2 separate regions of the Zea mays genome follow, and region 1 is linked to region 2. A link is a contact called in public Hi-C data. All regions are on one chromosome and are shown on one strand. The core of a region is the stretch at or near the end of the contact, and the rest is flanking DNA. Distances in the headings are between cores, read along the strand shown.

The links. Hi-C and Micro-C count contacts between places; a contact is called where the count stands out from the background.
Region 1: a contact with region 2 is called in a Hi-C map of tassel, with 1.8 times the contacts expected there. The contact joins the enhancer-like site here to the promoter of LOC100281035 in region 2. A contact is called at or near these places in 2 of 25 Hi-C or Micro-C datasets (ear and tassel).

Annotation. Positions count from the first base shown.
Region 1 is chr5:6,755,976-6,760,743 of Zm-B73-REFERENCE-NAM-5.0, forward strand. It overlaps LOC103625860 (mitogen-activated protein kinase kinase kinase 5), which reads left to right. Exons shown (of 11, transcript XM_008646257.3): 9 at 87-287; 10 at 399-475; 11 at 590-1,250. The coding sequence ends at 815. Among protein-coding and RNA genes, the nearest start is that of LOC103625861, 9.7 kb to the right of the region's middle. Within about 2 kb of position 2,051, at least 20 of the 20 cell types and tissues checked have an H3K27ac peak or open chromatin away from gene starts, as enhancers often do. A contact at or near this core is called in ear and tassel, where this site is marked.
Region 2 is chr5:6,611,112-6,615,562 of Zm-B73-REFERENCE-NAM-5.0, forward strand. LOC100281035 reads right to left here and starts at 2,749. Exons shown (of 6, transcript NM_001153954.1): 1 at 2,362-2,749. The coding sequence starts at 2,723.

The sequences.
Region 1 (4,768 bases), core at 801-3,300, 140 kb after region 2:
TGGGATTTGTGCATACACAGTGTCTTACTTTTTTGATTTTTTTTTCTTTGGACTCTAACCATGAACTATATTTTGTGGTGCTACAGCCTGCTGCAATGTTTAAGGTTTTGCACACGGACCCACCAATTCCAGATAATATGTCCCCTGAAGGGAAGGATTTTCTGAGATGCTGCTTAAAGAGAAACCCTACTGAGCGACCAACAGCAACCAAGTTGCTCGAACACCCATTTATACGAACTTCGAATCACTACAGCCCGCGTAATTCAATTTTGGGAATTAAATCTCCAGTAAGCATGTGATCTCCAGTAACCCTAAACCCGTTCTCCGTCTCACATGGCATGCAATATCTAAAGTTTCAACTTAAGGGTTTATGCATGTGTATGGCTTGTTGGTGTCAGGATACTGTGCGCAGCGCTGCAAGAGATAAAGTACCCTGGAAAAATGATTCATGTAAGAGAGGGAAACATGCAAATGGGTGAGTACATGTATTGCCTTGCTCTGTTTATTTTTTTGGTTGATCTGTATATCTGGTGATGAAAGGTTCACGTTATTTGAGTTTTTTAACCCCTGCTATTCTTCATTCTGATAGTGAAACAAGCAGTGCTCGGTCGTCAGGGTCATTGACTTATCGATTGATGACACCTCTACCCAACTTGGGAACCAATAGCTTGTCACCTCCACCTTTGAGTTCGGCTTCCAATTCTGGCTCTGCAGCACATACACCGAAAATTATGCATTTTTCAGTCGCATACCATCGGCCTAGTCCTTTGCCAAAGCCTAACGGGAAGGAAGCAATAAATTTGATTTCACATTGAATAACAACATGGCAGCTATCACAACATCTGGGCCAAAAGCCACATAACCCTTGCGCTGTTACTCATAGCTGACAATTTTTGGGTCTCGTAAAAAATATTTTCCATGTAAAAAGATTACCACTATATGATCATAGGGAAATGCTGCTAAATGGAGGAGCCCTGTGAGGTCTGTTGTACTGTTTGATTTCTGAGGAAATGATTGTATTTTCCATGTAACATGTTTATTAGGGTGTAGCTGTAGGTAAAACTAATGGTCCTGATTCTGCCGACAGATAGGACATTAGGGTTATAGTTGTAGCGTGTTGTTGTTGTTGTTGTTGATGTTGTGTAATGAGCATACTTATGTAATCGTTATTGATTTTTTTGGGGCCGTGTAATAATACACGTCAATTGTCAAACGGGGATTGAGATTAAAGATCTATGTTACTTTCATGAGTTCGTCATCACGACATGTCTCGTTTGGTCATAGGTTGATGTATGTATCTTCAATGGCTCAGATACTCGAAACACTCAAGAGGCATGGACAATTTATCTTTCTTATCCCTACGTCCATCAATATATGATGGCCTTCGTGTTAGAAATGTTCAGTCACAAGTTTCTTACAACAACGGGAATGGAAAAAGACTTTGACATCAATTGCGCGGTGATATCCTAGGGATTGGTTGGACTCACGCTCGACACTGTGAGCCAATATGCTATCTAGCTTAGGTTGATCGGTGTGTGGTTTCTCAATCAAATCAAGTCCACTACAAAGCCCACTCCATTGTTTAGTTTCCTCCTTGCACTTGGCAGAGCTCATCTAGAATGCCCACTCTGAAATCGTCAGGCAAAGATAGGGGTGGTAATGAATCACGATCCAAATGCCACTTCATAAAAAATTAGAGCTCTTAAATAATTTTAGTTCAAAAATGAATAGAAACATGGCTCGATCTTAATTCGATTCGATCTATAAATTTTGTAGTGTAAAATTTAGAACTCATTACCACCCCTAGGCGGAGAACCTTCCTTGAAACTAATTGCTGACGTAGTCGTCGAGCCCTAAGTAGCAGGGATGGCAATATGTATAAAGCCGATTCAAGGTTTGCATTCTCGTACCCATGAGGTAAATATTAAATCCACACCCATCACACACGATGGAAACAATATGTTACCCACACCCGCTATCCGCAGCCGCAGGTGTGACGGTATGTTACCCAAAATGAAATGGCTGCCTTGCAAGTTGCTAGTCTGGTCCAGGCTTGTTGGGCCGAAGCGGAATGAAAGAACATACTTACTTGGGCCAAGTTTGCGGTTATGACGGTTATCAGTTAGTTGCTTTCCAGAGTTTTTTCCCCGTGCGAGAGATTCGAGAGAAAGAGAGCGCGTTCTCGTCTGTCTTGAAAAAGAAGCAAAACTTTAGCTGCCAAGAACGGAGAAAAAGAGCAAGGACGGACTGTGCTTTACGATCAGCGGTAGCTGGTACGGTGGTACTACCCTTGAACTAACCCAAACCATTTCCTGCCACCGGTCGCGCTTATAGCTAGCTAGACTAGACAAGCGAAGCCAAGCCGGGTAGGCAGGCGCTTTCTCCATTAAAAACTGGATCAAGCCAACCGCGCCAACCACCACGAGATTCCCGTTGAGATTTGCCACCGGGGCCTCGTGGGGGCACCGAGCGCCAGGCCACCCGGTGCCGCGACCACCACCTGTGATGAGAACCAGCGTGACGCCATGTCATTTCTCTCCGCGCGCAACCAGCCGGCGGAAACGCACGGCTGTTGCTGTTGCGGCCGCCACGCCACTAACGAGCATAGTGCCATAGTGGGTACTGTCGTACTGAGAAGTGACCACCAGCCAGAGCTAGCTCCCAACGACCAAACACGGCTGCAGGCAGGCAGGCGATTAGGCCGCCGGCCGCCCTCTCGCACCGCTGTACTAATAACTCGATTAGGTCCGTGTACTTGCGTGCGTACGTCCTCGTCGAGACGGCGAGAGGCGCAAGGAACACGTGGGGGGCGACGGAGTGGAACGGCCGGCCGGGCACGCAGACGCACACGCACCCCCGGCCACTGGGGCAGGGAGACGGGGCCGGCCGACGCCGGGACGTGTCACTTGCCGAGTTGCCCCGCTCAGCCGCGAATTGCGCGGACGCTGAGTGACGCCGGCGCCGGCGAGCCGTGCACCGAAGACCGAACCGAGGACCCGGCCGGGGTGAAACCGGACTGGCCGCCAAAATAGAAGATTTGCAGGGGGCGGACGGACCAAGGGCGGACTCTGCTCTTCGCAGCCAATCAAACCAGGGTGGAGCGGCGACGCAGCTCGGCCGCCGGCCGAACAGATAAACCGTCACTTTGCTTTGTCCAACGCATGTGGCGACCTGCTAATCCAAATCCGACTTTTTTATGCGAGCAGACAAGCAACGTGTTAGGCGTGGTATACGACGTGACTGACAGCAGAGGGAACGACGCGCATGTGCCATGTGTGTTAGTAGTATTATTTACCGACGGCATAGAGGGCTGTTATTCTTATCTATTAGTGCTGTGGTGGTGCTGGTGGTAGTCTTTTAATTGACCACGTGAGGTTTCGCAAGGATTACAGTCACGTTGCCATCATGCATTAGCACGTCTTATAAGTTTTATATATATGCTCATCGAAAAAGGCATCGCTCGGAGATCTTTTTTAAAGAAAAGAAAAAAACAGTATATTGTTGGGAGACACTACATGAATCCTAATGATTCCCGTCGGCCAGTATAATTCCTGTCGGCCAGGGAAAAAGCCGACGGGGATAACGTAACTCCCGTCGGCTACACTGAAGCCGACGAGAATAACATAACGCCCGTCGGCCAGAGAGTAGGCCGACGGGAGTTAACTTAACTCCCGTCAGCCAGAAAATAGGCCGACGGGGATAACTTAACTCCCGTCGGCCAGAGCGCAGGCCGACGGGGATTAGGCTTTTATGAGCGCGGGATTCGCCCGCGCGGGCTCATTTCTCCGCTCTCTGTCTTAGCGCCGCCGCTGCCCTTCTCTCCTCGCCGCCGCCTCCAACCGCCGCCGTGCCGCCGCCCATCCCCGCCGGAGCGCCGCCCTCGCCCCACCGCCGCGCACCCGTCCTCGCCGCCCGTCCTCGGCGCGCCGTTCTCGGAGCGCCGCCCGTCCTCGCCGCCCGTCGCCGCCCCTCGCCCGACGCCGCGCACCCGGGCGCCCCGGTGTCGCCCGTCCGCCACCCATCCTCTCGCGGCGCCGAGCGCCCAGCCGCCCCACCGCCGCGCGCCCGTCAGCGCCGCCGCGAGCCCGGCCGCCCGTCCCCGCCGCGCGCGCGCCCGTCCGTCGCGGCCGTGCCCGCCCTCGCTCGTCTCCGCCGTGCCCCACACCGCCCACATCGCCGCCGGGTCTCTCGGAGCGTCGTCGCTGCCTCCTCGAGCGCCGTCGCCGTGTCCAAGCGCCGTCTCCGCCCCCGACCGCCACGTGAGTTAATTATGTGTGTACATGTTAATGCATTGGATTGTGAATTTTAATTATGTGTGTACATGTTTATTTTCGTCGGTTTTTTATGGCCGACGGGAGTTACCTTTCATGTGATTAGTATTAATTTAATAACACTTGTGATTAGAGTGTGACTATAGTTAATTTAATATCACATGTGTGGCTTCATGTTAGGTAATTATTTATTGTATTCTTATAGTAGATTTAACTTATACTATTGAATTGTTAAATTTGATGTTATTTATTGATTAGATTTAACTTATAATATTAGGATGTATGAATGTTTCGATATTGATTAATTTGATGTTATTTATGTGTATATATAATTATTTATGTATATATATAGTTTTACTACTTACCTATAGATGTATATATGTATGTATATATGTGTGTGACATGTAGAAACGTGATTGTCTCACACACACTCTTTACTCGTACACAACCGCAATAATGGGTGATAGACGTGATTGGATGTATGAAGGTTTCAAGAA
Region 2 (4,451 bases), core at 1,499-3,998:
GAACCTTCTCAGTTTGTATCTCCCTGAGCCTTCTCAGCGCTGCCTAGGCACGGATGAGGAGACTCAGATTGAGATGATGAACTGAAACTTGGCTGGATTGCAATGCCATTTAGGGATAAATTTCTATTTCGACTTGGGCTACATATAGAAATAACTCGGCAGGTAGGGTAAAGACTGCCCCCACGGTATTATATTAAGAAGTTCAATCGGAGCCCCAACCGAGAAAGATCATGAAAGCTGGTCCTCGTACAACATGAGGGTCAGCCCATCTTTACTTGTGCTTTGAGCCCTCCCAGCCCCTACACAAGGATCCCCCCTAGGTCAGTCCATCTCGTGTGCACACGACCAGGGGAACCAGCGAGTGACATTTTTTATTTAACCTCAGCCTGAAATTCGCTGCAGGATTCGAACTCAGAACCTAAGGAGTGCTAATCAGACCACCTAACCAACTCGGCTAGAGGCCCTTTCGCACATATAGAAATCACTTTCCAACAACCAGTGATAAGATATGGTTATTGTTGGGGGTCTGCTTCATAGCCGAAGGTCCTGTAAGAAGAAACACCTTCAGAAGATCAGCACAGAAATAACGCCGAAGCTACCTTCCAGGGAACTTTGGCATAACGACATGCCTTGAGACGAAGGGTTGCACCGACTTAAAGATGAAAAGACAGATTGACCCATGATAGTTTGTGTCATAGTTGTAATCGATTGTAAAGGGTATGAATGTAAATTTACACAGGCTGCGTCCTGTGCCTATAAATAGATGAACAGTACCCCCGTACTGTTCACGCTGATTTGTACTCGCTCGTGCCGTCGTGCGCCACGCTTGTATTTTATCTTTCCATCAAGCTGAAGGTACAAATGTAATTCCATATTATTTATGTCCATTCATGATAATATAATGAAGTTGAATTAATAATGTTATATAGTTATTCATGTTATTCATGTTGTCTCTTATATTTCACATGTTTCTTCTTTCATTAACATATATTGCGATGATGAAGGTACGTTCTTCATGACCTTCGTCTAAAGATCATTATATTCTAAGGGAAATAATGCTTCGAAGAACGAAGGACATTAACCTTTAACATTTTGTGTTGCCTTGTTCTTAATTCATAGCATTTGAGAACAAGTCTCCAACAGTTATCAATCTCAATCTAAACTTAGCTAACTTGCTGGACTGGGTTTACAAATGTGCAGCGACTTTGGCAGGCCTTCCCTTGCTTAGAAGAGGCTATGGGCCTGTTTGGTTTAATGCCTAACTTGCCACACTTTGCCTAACTTTTCTACCTAAGGTTAGTTCTTCAATTCGAACGACTAACCTTAGGCAAAGTGTGGCACATTTAGGGCGTGTTTGGTGTGGCGCCTAAGCCGCCACACCGCGCCACACTTTTAAGCCACAAGTGTGGCGAATCGGCCGCCACACTTGTGGCTTAAAAGTGTGGCGCGGTGTGGCGGCTTAGGCGCCACACCAAACACGCCTTTAGCCACGAACCAAACAACCCCATACCCCCACATGACATGTTCAGCCCTTATAAGGGAGAACATCCAGTGCACACAGAGTGCAGCGAGTCTGTTTATGATATAAATGAAACTACTCAGAGGATACAAAAGGCAGAGTTAAATAGTCACGGCATCTCCACTTTATGAGGACATTATTCTATCATGAAGAAATTAGCAACATTCATGGAGTTTAGCTCAACCAGCATTTACAGTCTAGCTTGCGTGGAACATAAAAATCTACGGAAGCCGGAATGTGAGAGGTGCGAGTAGCAAGACAGAAGAACACAGAAATTCTTAGATAACAGACCGCTTAGTCCAGCTTTCATTGAAAGCCGCATATGAGGAGAACACATAAATTCACCAATCCCGCACAAGAACAATCATTTCTAGACCATCCTAACTAGCTATGCAAGCCGTAAACCACACAATATACCAGGACAGATGCTTCTTTTTGGCATTCACACCACAAATCTGGAAGTAAGAAAAGCTGAATCACGTAAAGCATAAATCACCATAAAACAGCTGCTAGATTGTACTAAAATTGAAGAAAAAAAACGTGCCCGCTTCATGAGGTAAGCAAGAAATACCGAAGGCATGCGACATCTAACATCTTAAAATATCCGGGCCAAAATCACACCACCAATGCTAACCAAAAAAACATTTCCTACTGTGCAACCAAGAACCCACCACGAAGGAATGCCGAGATGAACCATCGAATCCCCATCACTATTCGCATCGACAATCACACCACAAAGGCATGGTGCCATTCCCTCGCGATTCGCCCAAACGACGCATCACAGAATCCTTAACGAAGCAGCAAGTGCGAAGGGAGAGAGAAGGAAAGCAAAAGACCCTCACCGCTGCTTCTTCCGGGCGCTGCTGCTATCCACCTCCTCCTCTTCCTCCTCCTCTTCCTCCTCTCCCCCCTCCTCCCCCTCGCCCTCCTCCTCCACCCCCTCGCCCTCCTCCGCCTCCTCCGCTTTAGGCACCGGCGCGTCCTCGAGCTCCTCCTCCTCCTTGGGCTCCTCTGGCTCGGCCTTGGCGGCGACCTCGGCGAGGAAGAGGTCAACCTGCTCCCGGATGAAAGCCTTCTTGTGGGAGAGGTCTGCGCCGAAGTCCTCCTCGAGGCGGCGGCGCAAGGCAGCGGTGGTCGTGGTGTTGAGGTCCGACGACCGCAGCACCTCCTGCAGCCGCTCCACCAGCTCCAAGTCCGACACCATCGCTGCTCGGTCGGTTTGGAGTCTGTGGCTGGCTGGCGCACGGGTGCCGGGGTTTTGCCTGGTTTGGTTTGCGTGGGCTGAAATGTGGCGCCTTGCGGGCGTTGGGCCGCCCAAATACACCGTCACTCAGGAGCCCTGGCTGAGAGAGGGGTCTGCTACTGCTCTGCCTTTTCTCTCTCCATGTGTCTGTAAATGCTGCGATTGTTGCTATCTACTAGTGGCAGGTTAATTTAGTTACTGAAACAGTAAAACATTGCCTTTCCAACTGCCAAGTAACATACGCCATATGGTTACTGTTAGGTTTGTTAGAAAGTTAGGCATTTTTTGTTTTAATTTAATCCAGAAAAACAGTACGATATATGTGATGACATGTATGTGCATGTGTGTATAACTACTCGCATAAGCAGTAAACAGCAATGAAACATGTACAAATACGAAGAACAGAGTGTACCCAGCGGAGGGACCGATGCTCAAGGCATCAGTGGCTCCATTCACACGAGACATCTCGTGTGTTTGTTCGATGTATCCGTACGAAGTCGGTGCAGGAAGATGTACGCTGTGCAGTCCCTCGAACGGTCGCCGGGAAGAAGAACAGCAGCACGCGTCAACTCGGGAAGGCGACGAACAGATCACGCGAGCAGTCGCGAAGACGCTCCCCAAAAATCTGATCGCCCGCACACCCGTGCAAGTGTATCTCTGCGGTCGGTGATTTCGGAGGCCTTCTCTCCCACTCTCTCTGTGCTCGCAGAAGATGGGACGGGAATGTGTTGTTTGCAATTCGCGTGAGATAATTCGCGTCACTGGAAGAGCCCTCCCTCTCCATTCTTATAGGCGGTCAGAAGGAGGGAGAAGAACAACGGACAGAAACGGTCGCGCATTAGAACTGGAAACTGACGACAGTAACTGACGTCCGTTACTAGCCATAAGACAGAAAACAGACGGTTATCATGACGGTCATCACTCCAGGCAAAATGCGCAACCGTTTGAAAGGAATATTCGGACCAAGGTCCGATCTACCACGAGCCACGAGCCACGGCCGGCGGCGGCGGCGGCGGCGCGCGCGCGCGTGTGGCAGTCCTTCATCCTTTTCTCAACTTCTCAATAGATGCACCAATGGTCCACCTATTTAAGTTGATTGATTTGTCCTTTGAACTTCCAATATGGTACTAAATAATTAGTACACCATAGCATTAAAGTGGGCCATTAGCATTGACTATTATTGAATATTAATTTGGGCCAAGCCCACATTAATCCAACAATCCTCACCAAATGCTAAGTCACACAAAAAAGCTCTCATCATCTCAAACGTTTGATATACTGGTGTTTCGATGGAGACTGTTAAGTTGAACATCCACCTAGAACTTAGACTACACTTGACCACAACTGCACAATGGACTAGGCCTTGAATTGGCAGTTTTGCGTGGAATGAGTTTCATCTAAACTCTTTACCAGTACTAGATTGCTGAACGCATCCCCTCTGGTTGGAGCATATAAGTCAAACTCCATAGCCTTTCATGAGTATCTAGAAACCACCCAGATCTCATAAACTGTGACTAGCAGTTAACCCATATAGGTATGTTCCTCTAAAGATGTTCTGTAGGACAACATCTTTGCTTCACAAAGCCACTTGGAACATATTAAGGTGTAAACACCAACCTACCTTACAGTAAGGAAAGATATGCATCTGAAATGAGCCTTATTAAGGGTCTTTCCTCTCAGTCTATCACT